Regions from separate parts of the Zea mays genome. Here region 2 is linked to region 1. A link is a contact called in public Hi-C data. All regions are on one chromosome and are shown on one strand. Each heading gives the region's core, a stretch centred on a gene start, on an enhancer-like site or on the middle of the called end of the contact. The rest is flanking DNA. Distances are from core to core; before and after follow the strand shown. Region 1 has its middle 14 kb from the start of LOC103647502. Region 2 holds the start of LOC100285415 (RING-H2 finger protein ATL5F).

Region 1 (5,303 bases), core at 1,286-3,785:
ATGGTCAGAAGCAGCAACCTGAGACCATTGGACCACAACGTTTCAACACAAGTGTTAGCAAACAAAACACTACTAAGACGTCTGGACGACTCAGTAGAGTCGGCCCTACTTTTGGTCAGTTGCTTGCCAAATATATGAAGAAGGCCGTTCCACACAACCGTCCAATAAAACAAACGAAGTCAAAAGGGCGACCTGTGCGAAAGCAAAAGCCGACTAAACGGACCCAAAGGGTAGCACAACCAAGATCGCCTTGTCATCCTCCTCTAGGGATAGCATGGTGCGTCCCGTTCTATCCATCGCCGATGTGTTGTCCTGCTCATGTGTGGGGTGGTACGGCGATGAATTCGTATTACTGGCCCAATCCGTTTGCTTATTTGGGCTGGGGGGCACCACAAGTTTTTGCCTATTAACAGGTTGATCAGGTAGACATGGCCGAAGAGGATGCGATCCGAAACGGCCTCTGTGCATTAAAGTCCCATCAAGTATTTATATTATCTGATCGCAAGAGCCGATGACTTGCATCGAGTTGAGTCCTTACTTCGGGAACAAAACCTCATGAGGTCAATTGTTTCCAAAGTTTTCGCTGATGCTTTTGGTTCGCCAAGCTCCACCAAAAGGCAGGGGGGCATATGTTGGACACCAAAATGAGCGGACGGTCCGGCCCATGGGCCCGGACGGTCCGTGTGTCCCGAGATTAGATTAACTCGGATGTTTATCCTTATCTCGTGCGTGGTTATCCATCTAATCACGTGGGAGTTTGTTGGCTATCTCTTAGGAAAAGGTCCAGACCTCCTCCCCTATAAATATAAAGGGGTACGGCCGATTGAGAACCCCTGAACACATTCCAATCGAACCAATTACCCTATTTACTTTTCCTGCCCTAGGAGTAGATGTAGCATAGTTCTAGTTGTAGCCTTCCGTATATCCACCTCCGCCCCTATTCGACTCTACGTCGTCTAGATCCGTCTTGGGTGGCCTGCCGATCCCAAGACGACCCTAGGATCTCACCCCTCCCGGGGGGCAAGATCTAGTTGTCCATCCAAGACCTCTTCCTCGATTTGATCTCTTAATTCCTAGGCGACTCCACGTCGTCTGGGGACGTCCCGGGTGACCTGTCGACCCGGGGCACCTTAAGATCTTTTTCCCCCAGGGGATGAGATCTAGATTCCAGCAAGGAGGAGGAAGACGATCCTGTCGCCAGGTCGCGGACCGTCCGGCCCAGAGCTGCGGACCGTCCGGTGTGACGCAGGGAAGACACCGCTCCTGCGCCAAGGCCGCGGACCGTCCGGCCCAAGGCCGCGGACCGTCCGCGCCGTCACAGAGGGCACTACCAGGCGATCCGGCGACCTGTCGCAGGCCGCCACTACTGTTCACCTTGCGGAGCCGAAACCAAGGTGCCAAGTACCGCTAAACGATTCATTATAGTGTTTGGTGACAAAAAGGCACCAACACTCGGTGAAGGCCCCGTGGCTGATGGTGGGCGGTGGCAGTGCAGTCTTTTTTGTCGTGAACTCGGCCTGCGCAGTCGCTTCGGCTAGAGTTGCCCAAACGGGCGGCCCGGCACGGCCCCGTTAGGCCCGACACATAATCGGGCCGTGCCCGATCGGCCCGCGTGCCGCAGACGCGGCCCAGGCACGGCACGCCGGCCTGGTAGCCGTGCCGGGCCGGCCCGTTTGACATGTCCAGGTTCCCATTAAATCAGAAAAATGTCGGCACGGCACGCCGGCCTGGTAGCCGTGCCGGGCCGGCCCGTTTAACGTGTCCAGGTTCCCATTAAATCAGAAAAATGTCAAAAAAAACTGTGTGGAATTGAGGTTTCGAAACCACGCCCTCCTTCTACACGGCTGAGAGCACTATCCGTAAGCGACTAACCAGTAGAACTCTAGTGTTTTTGTTGAAAATAGCAAATATAAAATCTTAATATATATACTATGTTTTATAAAATAAAAAAAAATATAATCTTGCCGGGCCGGGCCGGCACTGCGGACCGAGGCAGCGGCCCAAGCACGGCACGGCTGTTGTGCCGGACCCGGCACGGCACTATTAAATGGGCCGTGCTTCGGGCCGGCCCGTCAAGCACGGCCCATTTGGCCATCTATAGCTTCGGCGAGGGGTCCAGGTACTCCGGTAGGATGAACGTTAGTGCTCGAGGGCGGAGCTAGGAGGTGAGCTAGGGCTGGTGAGGCTTGGGATAGCCGATAGAGGAGGGCGGTGGTGGGGTGGTTCCCCGACTCGCCATGCTGACGCCGCAGCCAGCTACCCCAACGACGAGAGGGTACCGGACTACCGGAGGGCCAACACCGAGCAGCTTGACGCGTGGGGAGACCGAGTGGAGCTCTACCGGAGTCCGGAGATGTTGGAGCGCCGGCGAGATCCCGAGCAGGAGAGCGAGAAGACGAGGGAGGAAGGGAAGATGGCAGCGGCTGGGGAAGGAGAGTGAGGTGACGACTGACGACGGCCACTGTATAAGGCCAGCGGCAGCCCGACGATAGGGATCCTTGGGCACTGGCAGGGCATCGGGGGACGGCGACCTAAGCTCCCTATGGGCCTTATCATTGATCTTTGGCGACTACTGGGCCAGAAGGTAGGGAGCGGAGTTGGCTGGTGGGGCTACTGGGCCTGCGCGGGGAAGGAGGAAGGGAGGTGGCAGTGAGACGAGATAACCTCAAGAGAAGCTTATGAAACCTTTCGTCGTAGCTCATAAGTACAGAATGGTTATTTGCCTCCATTGTTTACGAAACTTGGTTTTAATTGGCACAATAACACCTCTAATGAGCTTATCAAATGAGCTTAGGGTTTAGGGTTTTACAAGAATGTAAATGTCACCATGCCGGGCCAGACTGGTTACTGGCCGAAACAGCCTGTTTGGACAACTATAGAGCACGCCATGCTATCAAAGCCTGTGGCCTTGCTTTCACTGCGGTGACCACCGACCACTACGTAGTACTCCGCATGTAAAAAGTAACTGAGTAGCAGGCGGACTACGGCAATCAAGGCTAGGGATGAAAACGGTCGGTAAACACTAAAACCATTACCATTTTTATATTTTTTATTGGAAATGAAATCGAAAACGGTAACTCCGAAAACGGAAACGATATCGGTATTTCGAAAACTTCGGAAACGAAAGTTCGGTACGGAAAATACACCGGTAACGATCGAAATTTAAAATACAATCGGTAAACATATAACATAATAAGCTCATAATACAACAAATACCAAAAGTTCACAATTCACAAAGATCAAAAGTTCAAACACCTCAACCTTTTTGGCACGGAATATATATAGAGCCATATATATATACGAGGCCCTGCTCCCGCCGTCTGTCGCACCACGCACGCACGGTAAGCTCATTAGCGCACCTTACAGCCCATTAGCGCGATGTAGCAGACCGGCAGTAGCGAGCGCAGTTTTATCACTTAGTCCTACCTCGCTTAGTAAACTGCACGGTGCACAAATTATTCTATATAAATAGATACCCTGCCGCAGTCAATTATCAAAGTTCTGAGCGGGCAAAGTTCTGAGCGGGCAGGAGACCGGCGGCTTGAGCCAGATTGAAAATGTGGGTTTTGGCCCGTTTATCTTGTTTTTTATTTTAAATTTCGGAAAATTCCGAATTCTATATTCGATAAATTCTGATTAAATTCGGTAACCGGAGGAAACGGTCGGCAAAATGCTAAACCGGTTTCGATACCGATTTCGATATAAAATTCCGACAACCGATTCCGTTTTCGAAAATACCGTTACCGCTGAATTCGGTCGGATAAAAATCGAAAACGGTTTCCGGAAAACCGAAAAATTTCGAAACCGTTTTCATCCCTAGTCAAGGATTCAAGGCCACAGCCCCACGCCGCCTCGCGCGGCCGGTTCACGTCTGATCCGGCTGGGCAAACAGTGATCGAGCGCGTGGAGCAAGCGGCAAACAACCAAGCGGCAACCCGACGCCGGAATCGGCAAAGCGGCGCGACGCAAAGCCGGGTCGCAAGGCCGCGCTGCTGGCCGCATGTGACGCCTGCGTGCCTGCACTGCAGTCTGCCAGTCTCCCCTCCCCGCGCACCCGTACTCCCATCGCACGCCGTAGGGCGATCCAAGCCGGAGACCTGGAGGCGACGCCTCGTTTTGTCCCTTTCACGCGCGCCTTTTTCGGCGGCGCCCTGTGACCCCGAGCCCGCTGATACGTCCCAATCAGAACCCGCACGGCGGATCGTCGTCGTAGTAGTAGTACTCCAGTATACCTACCCGGCTACCGTTCGCGAGACGGCTCTCTCTCTCCGTGTCTATTCTCTCTCTGCTCCCTTCCGAGCCGGGGGGCTTTCTCGCATGCGACCACTCGGCGGCTTTGGCGCCGTGCGTGCCTTGACGAATGGCAATGATGTGTGGCCGCGACTGGACGGGAAAAAGATGGGTTCGTTTCGCTGATCTACCACCGACAGATCGCGGTAAATTAGCCCGGTCAAGCGCGTTCAGGACTGGACAGTTGACGCATGTACAAGTGTTATATTAGGGGGTGTTTGGTTGCTTCTGTTAAAGTTTAGCCCGGGTCACATCAAGCGTTTGACTTTTAAATAGGAGTATGAAATATAGACCCAACTAACTGGACTAGATTCGTCTCGTCTTTTAATCTTCGGCTGACAAATTAGTTTTATAATTGTCGGCGTTTCGAGACAGGGGGTCCCTAAGCCGACGAGTGAGTGTGCTGCGTGCCCCAGCCCAGATGGGTCGAGCGCGTGGGCGAGCGCGAAGGGGGGAGAGGCGAGGTGGCCGGAGCCGAGCGTGAGAGAGGTGGAAGTCCCACGGCCTTCGTGTTCGTCCCGCGCCCAGGTCGGGTGCGCTTGCAGTAGGGGGTTACAAGCGTCCACGCGGGTGAGGGAAGCGAGCGGCCCCAAGAGAGCGCTTGTCCCGTCCTCGGTCCCGCGCGGCCAACCTTCTCTAAGAAGGCCCTGGTCCTCCCTTTTATAGTCGTAAGGAGAGGATCCAGGTGTACAATGGGGGGTGTAGCAGAGTGCTACGTGTCTAGCGGAGAGAGAGCTAGCGCCCTAGGTACATGCCAATGTGGCAGCCGGAGAGGTCTTGGCACCTTGCTGGCGTGATGTCGTGGCTGTCGGAGGTGCGACGGAGCCTGGCGGAGGGACAGCTGTTAGAGCGGTCGAGTCCTTGCTGACGTCGCCCTGCTTCCGTAAGAGAGCTGGGGGCCGCCGTCGTCACAAAGCTTGTGGAGTGTCATCATTGCCCATCCGGCGGAGCTGGCCGGATGGGACGCTGGTCTTGTTCTCCGTAACCCGAGTCGATTCGGGGTAGGACGATGA
Region 2 (5,303 bases), core at 1,876-4,375, 340 kb after region 1:
GGTTCGTGTAATATCTAATCATGCAGTACAGTTTCCTCTAAACTTTAGCTCCAGAACAATAATAATGGCGTACTTTACACGTATGTCAAGAAAGGAACTCAGAAAGTTGCTGAGCTTTGAAGAAGTTTATTACTCAAACTTCTACATACAGAAACCTTGTCAAAGGTTTATGGATGGGGACCTCGTACTATCACAGGTAAATGAAAAAAAGTTAAAGCACCAAAAGAATTGATGCAACTTAATTTTATTTAATCTTTCAGTAACTGTGGTAACAACTAAATTCAGTTAATCTTCGGATTTTGATAGAGTTCAACATGTTTACTCAACTAGCATTTACAAATGTTACAGTGTGAAAGTTATCTTTAAGTTGGCATTTTAGTATACTTTATGTGCTCTTAAGTGTAATATATGAGCTCTCTGTGTAATATTGGTTAAAGAGAAAGGCATAGAACAGAATGTTGATGTAGCGACCCCATACTTTTTCATGCTTGGAGAGCAGAAAGACATGCTTTACCTACTGATTTCCACCACACACAAAAAGGATTTAGCTTACCAAACTCAGTTACTTTAAGAACGAATTTATGAGTAGTTTTTCTCACTATGCAGTTCCTAAGTCTCCTAAAGATGCATTTTTGTGAAACATGTTTCTTGTCATTAATCTGCTTGAGATAAAAGGCTTTGTTGTTGTTGTTGTTGTTGTTGATGATGATGAGCTGATGACGATGTTCCTTGCCATTAACCTCCTAACTTCATAAGAGCTATGATAGCTTACAGTTAGCATTGAAATGACACAAGAAAAGAGTAGAACATGGAGATCAAATCTGCAATCGCAGTAGTAAAAATCATTGTGATACAGAGCAAATGGAAATGAACTATTGTGTTATTTCTTATTTTAATTTGTTATTAAAAAAATTCAACTAAAACCTGTAAACTGGATAAGGCTTATAACAAGTATCTCGAACTATTATTAATTCATCATTCATGAAATATCTTTATGTAGTACTATCTTAGAAGCAATCAAATCAACACTGTAATCAAATATCTCACATAAATAAAAGCAACTTGGCCACAGCCACCCACAATGGCCAAGAACAACCTTACAGATCTAAAACATGAATAATGCCCAAATCCATGAGTCATGAATACTATCGCTTATATGTTTAAAATGTACAAAAACTTGTTAAAAATTACTGAGGAAACAGCCATCAGAACATCAGGTATTCAGGTACCTCAATTTGGTGAATCTTCCCACCTTGATATACAGGAGAACACCGTAGTATTGTATATGCAGTTCATTTCCTACCCCAGCCAATAGGAAAAGCTCACATTAAAATCTGCAATAAGTTAGCACACAAGATATTCTGTTAGTAGTTGTGCTAACTGGATCTTAACATCCACATGATGTGATAACCACATGATAAATCACTGATATAGGATTGCATTCAATACATGTTCAGTGTTATCCATACAAAGACATCTAATAATACCATACACCATCAACAGGAAGTACTGGTCTCCCCAGCAACATATTCTTAATTTATAGTATGTTTGCTCTTTAAGGCACAGAGTTGATACAAGTGTAAGTCCATTCCTTCTTGCATGATTACTAGTACATAACAAGTATATATGGAGAAGCCAGACATCAGCTTCACCCGAATTGACTCAGGCCAAGCTAGTTATCATACTTGGAACTTCGAAGCTTACACAACCGTATCACTCCAGCAATCCTTAGCGACAACAATTGCTCTCATGAATAACTCACACCTAAATGAAGATTTTCTCGGAGAGCAACTTCAGCTCTCTGCGTTTTCTATCAACAAACTCTGACACACTACCAGCTCCCGGCTTTGCTGAGGCTGCAACCAATTGACAGTAAAAACATACCAACTCACAGTGGCAGCACAGCACCACTGGAGCGGCCATTCCGTGAGAAGAAAAACCCTTGGCCACTGCTTGACATGGACCTGCCAATCTTGAACCGGCCTGACTGACACGAGGACGAAGAAATGCCTGCGGCCTCCTTCTCCTTCGCCCTGAAGACCTTCATCTCTCGGGGATTTGGCAACTTGCAATTATACCGCACCACATCATCATTTGCTTCAGGAAGAGCTACGGCAAACAACGGAGAATCCATGGAAGCCGAGCGCCTAATTGGCTTGGGCGTGTCCCTTCCATTCTCCTCCGCTGTAGACGTGCCTTCACTTTGAGTGGCTGAGGCTGACGACGCCTCAGAGTCCTCCGAGCCCTCAGTCTCCGATTCAGATTGAGACAGCGACATTTCCTCGTGAACGTAGTGTTCTCCCAATTGGGCACCGCCTGCCTCAGCCTCCGCGGCATCGACGGGTAGATCGGAGGGAATGACGACGACGGGGGAACGGCAGATCGGGCAGTTGACGTGGGCGCGGAGCCAGGTGTCGATGCAGGGCGCGTGGAACGGGTGAGCGCAGCGCGGGAGGAGGCGCACCAGCTCCCCGTCGCTGAACTCGCCGAGGCACACCGCGCAGTCCCCGCTCCGGCCCACCCCGCGGCGGTACTCCACAGCGGCTATGGACGCGATGGTGGCCTCGTCGAGCCCCACCGTCCGGATGTACCACACGTGGTGCACCACCCCTCCACCGCCCCCGCCCTCCTCCTCGTCGTCGGGCCCTTCGGCGGTGGCCGCGGCGAGGCTTCGGCGTCGTCGCAGGATGAGGCGGCGGCGGCGGCGGTAGAGGAGGAGCGTGGAGAGCCCGAGCGAGAGGGAGAGGAAGATAGAGAGCAGGGAGATAACGAGGATGAGGCGGACGGGCGCGTGGCGGTCGGCGACCGGCGCGCGCGGGATCACCGGGATCGGGGGTGGTGGGGGCAGGACGTATTCGAAGCAGGCGTCCCCGCCGCCGGGGCAGAGGGGGAGGCAGTCGAGCGGTGCTTCCGTGCAGTTAAGGGTGACCGTCGCCGCCGCGTGCGGGCGCACCGTGTACATGGCTACCTCGGCTGGGGCTGGGGCTGGTGCAGCGGCGGCGGCGGAGTCGGCTCGAAGGCGCGCATCGGAGAGGACGAGAGGTGCGCGTGCGCGAGGGGGCGGTGGTGGACTGGTGGTGGACTGGTGGGCTAGTCTGGTTGGGAATGGAGGGGGATACGTGGAGTGGATTGGTCGCTGTTGGTGGGTTTGGTAAAAGGTTTGGCGAGCTTTGGTGTGGACTGTGGAGCTGGATCGCATTCGCATGGACAGCCGAGGGCGACTGCGACTGCGAGTCCCCAACACCTGCGACTTTACCAACACTCTCTCTGACACTGTGGCCTCAATAAGTCCTGCTACTATTCTGAGCGCACATGTCGGTGAAGAAACGCTGTTCCGTGATGGCGTTTCCTCTTGCGCTGAGCGTCAAGCCTGACCTGGCCAGTATTGGCTTACGGAAAGTCAAACACTAGTTGGCCAGGATAAACAAAAATATGAGCATGCGGTTGCGAAGAAATCGACGCTAACTCTATGTAACGGTGACTATCAAGTTGTTAAATCTAGAGAACGAACGAGGTTAGATAGCAAATTGCTAAATTTAGCAAGTCTATTTGAAGAACTATTGGAGAAATATTTTTCTGTTCACTTCTTAAATTTAAGTTTTAGATAGTTGTTTAGAGAACTATTAGAGTTGTTTTAAAAATAACATTTTTTCTCTTAAGACAGGGATGGGGCAAAAATTTCCCCGCGAGGATGGCAGGGCGGGGATCCGAAATTTAACGGGTTGGGAACGAGGATAAAAATTACCCTCACGGGGATTCGATGGGAACCTAAATTAGGACTTAAACCCTCCCTTTATGTGTTCTATAAAGCTTGAATCCAATAAATTGTCTCATTATAACTGCATATAAAGATATAAAATCATCAATCACTAACCATAACTTCATTTTTTATCCGGTTATTGCTCGGATAGTCCTTATTTATATGTGCATATCATAATATTTGTCAGAGAGGAAATCTCCGGCCGGGTGGCGGAGTGCACCCGCCCTAAATCCTAAGATGAGGAGGGACATAAGCGTTTTGCCTGTTATGCGAGATGGATGGACGAATACAAGAACACGCGAGGGTTTAGAGTGGTTCGGGCCGCCGGAGCGTAACACCCTACTCCACTGTGTGTTGGGTTGCTATGGAAGCTTGAGAGTCTGAATGAACTTGTGTTGTAACGTCGCATGCCTCCCCTTTTATAGTTGAAGGGGGGCATGCACAAAAGACTTCGTACCCCGACATGTGGGTCCAGAGACATAAGGATGGAATACCCGGAGCAACTAATGTCGGTCACCTTGTGTTATCTCCCTATGCCCCGACATCCGCCGCTTGAGTAGAATCGGCGTGCTGCAGAAGGTTCCTCGGTATTGTTTAAGTCATGATGACTACTGCGTGCGTGCAGCGGTGTGGGCGTACTGTCCGCTGCTTGATTGAACAGGCGCGCCGCCTAGTCTGGTCGCCGCCTGCCAGCAGAGTGGACGGGGCACATTAAATGCCGAGTCGGCACATCACCCATCTGCAGGTCGGTCAGGCGGCGTGTGATCTCCGCAATAAATGCAGAGATCGCACGGCCGTGTGGCCTTACGTCAGGCTCTGCTCTCCGGCTTACGTCATGATCCGTAGGCCACGTGGTAGCACCGGGTCCCTGCCTGAGCGGGGAGCGTAGGCGTGCCTGGCAGGACCCAGACAAGTGTCTGTGCCGGACCCCTGTACGCCTTCGACTTAGGCCAGGGTACTCCTCGTCCCGAGATCTTGTAGTGGACGGTTCGGACCTCTCTTAGAAGGGTCCGGGTCCCATTTAGGGGAACACTAAGGTCCCAGGTAGGTATGCCGAGGTCCGGCATTCTTTCACAGGGGTCTGGATCCACAGATGGTATCACGGTATATGTTACCTTCTCTGGTCATCTGGCGGCCTCGGAGTTGTCCACGTGGTGGGGGTACCGCGCCTCCTTACTATAGTAAGGGGTACCCCTGTTCCTGGGTACAGACAGTGGCCTCGGGGCCCGCCTCAGGGGAGGTTACAAGCCTGTAGGTGGGGCCAAAGTCTGGTTGTTGTGCCATCTCCGGGCACTTGCTGACGTAACCGTCGCCAACTTGCCTTCAGTCGTGCCGCCTTCCATGTCTATCCCCGCATCTGGCAGGTACATGGCCTCCGCTCCCGCCGGTTTCGTTAGACTGCGCGCGGGGCGTCTTATTGCTACCGCCTAAAAAATATCTTTCAGCGACCCCTAAGCGACGTGCGTGACAGTTTGCTTCCGGGGAGACGGCCCGTCTTCCACACACTCGGAGACTGGTTCCCCGGGTGCGTGACATGTGGACC

Evidence for each region. A called contact is a pair of places that touch in the nucleus more often than the background predicts.
Region 2: a Hi-C map of leaf shows a contact between it and region 1, with 6 times the contacts expected there. The contact joins the promoter of LOC100285415 here to the enhancer-like site in region 1. A contact is called at or near these places in 2 of 25 Hi-C or Micro-C datasets (ear and leaf).

The regions. Positions count from the first base shown.
Region 1 is chr2:192,636,791-192,642,093 of Zm-B73-REFERENCE-NAM-5.0, forward strand. No RefSeq gene overlaps it. Among protein-coding and RNA genes, the nearest start is that of LOC103647502, 14 kb to the left of the region's middle. Within about 2 kb of position 2,536, at least 18 of the 20 cell types and tissues checked have an H3K27ac peak or open chromatin away from gene starts, as enhancers often do. A contact at or near this core is called in ear and leaf, where this site is marked.
Region 2 is chr2:192,978,996-192,984,298 of Zm-B73-REFERENCE-NAM-5.0, forward strand. It overlaps LOC100285415 (RING-H2 finger protein ATL5F), which reads right to left and starts at 3,126. Exons shown (of 1, transcript NM_001158308.2): 1 at 1,648-3,126. The coding sequence starts at 2,962. The coding sequence ends at 1,889.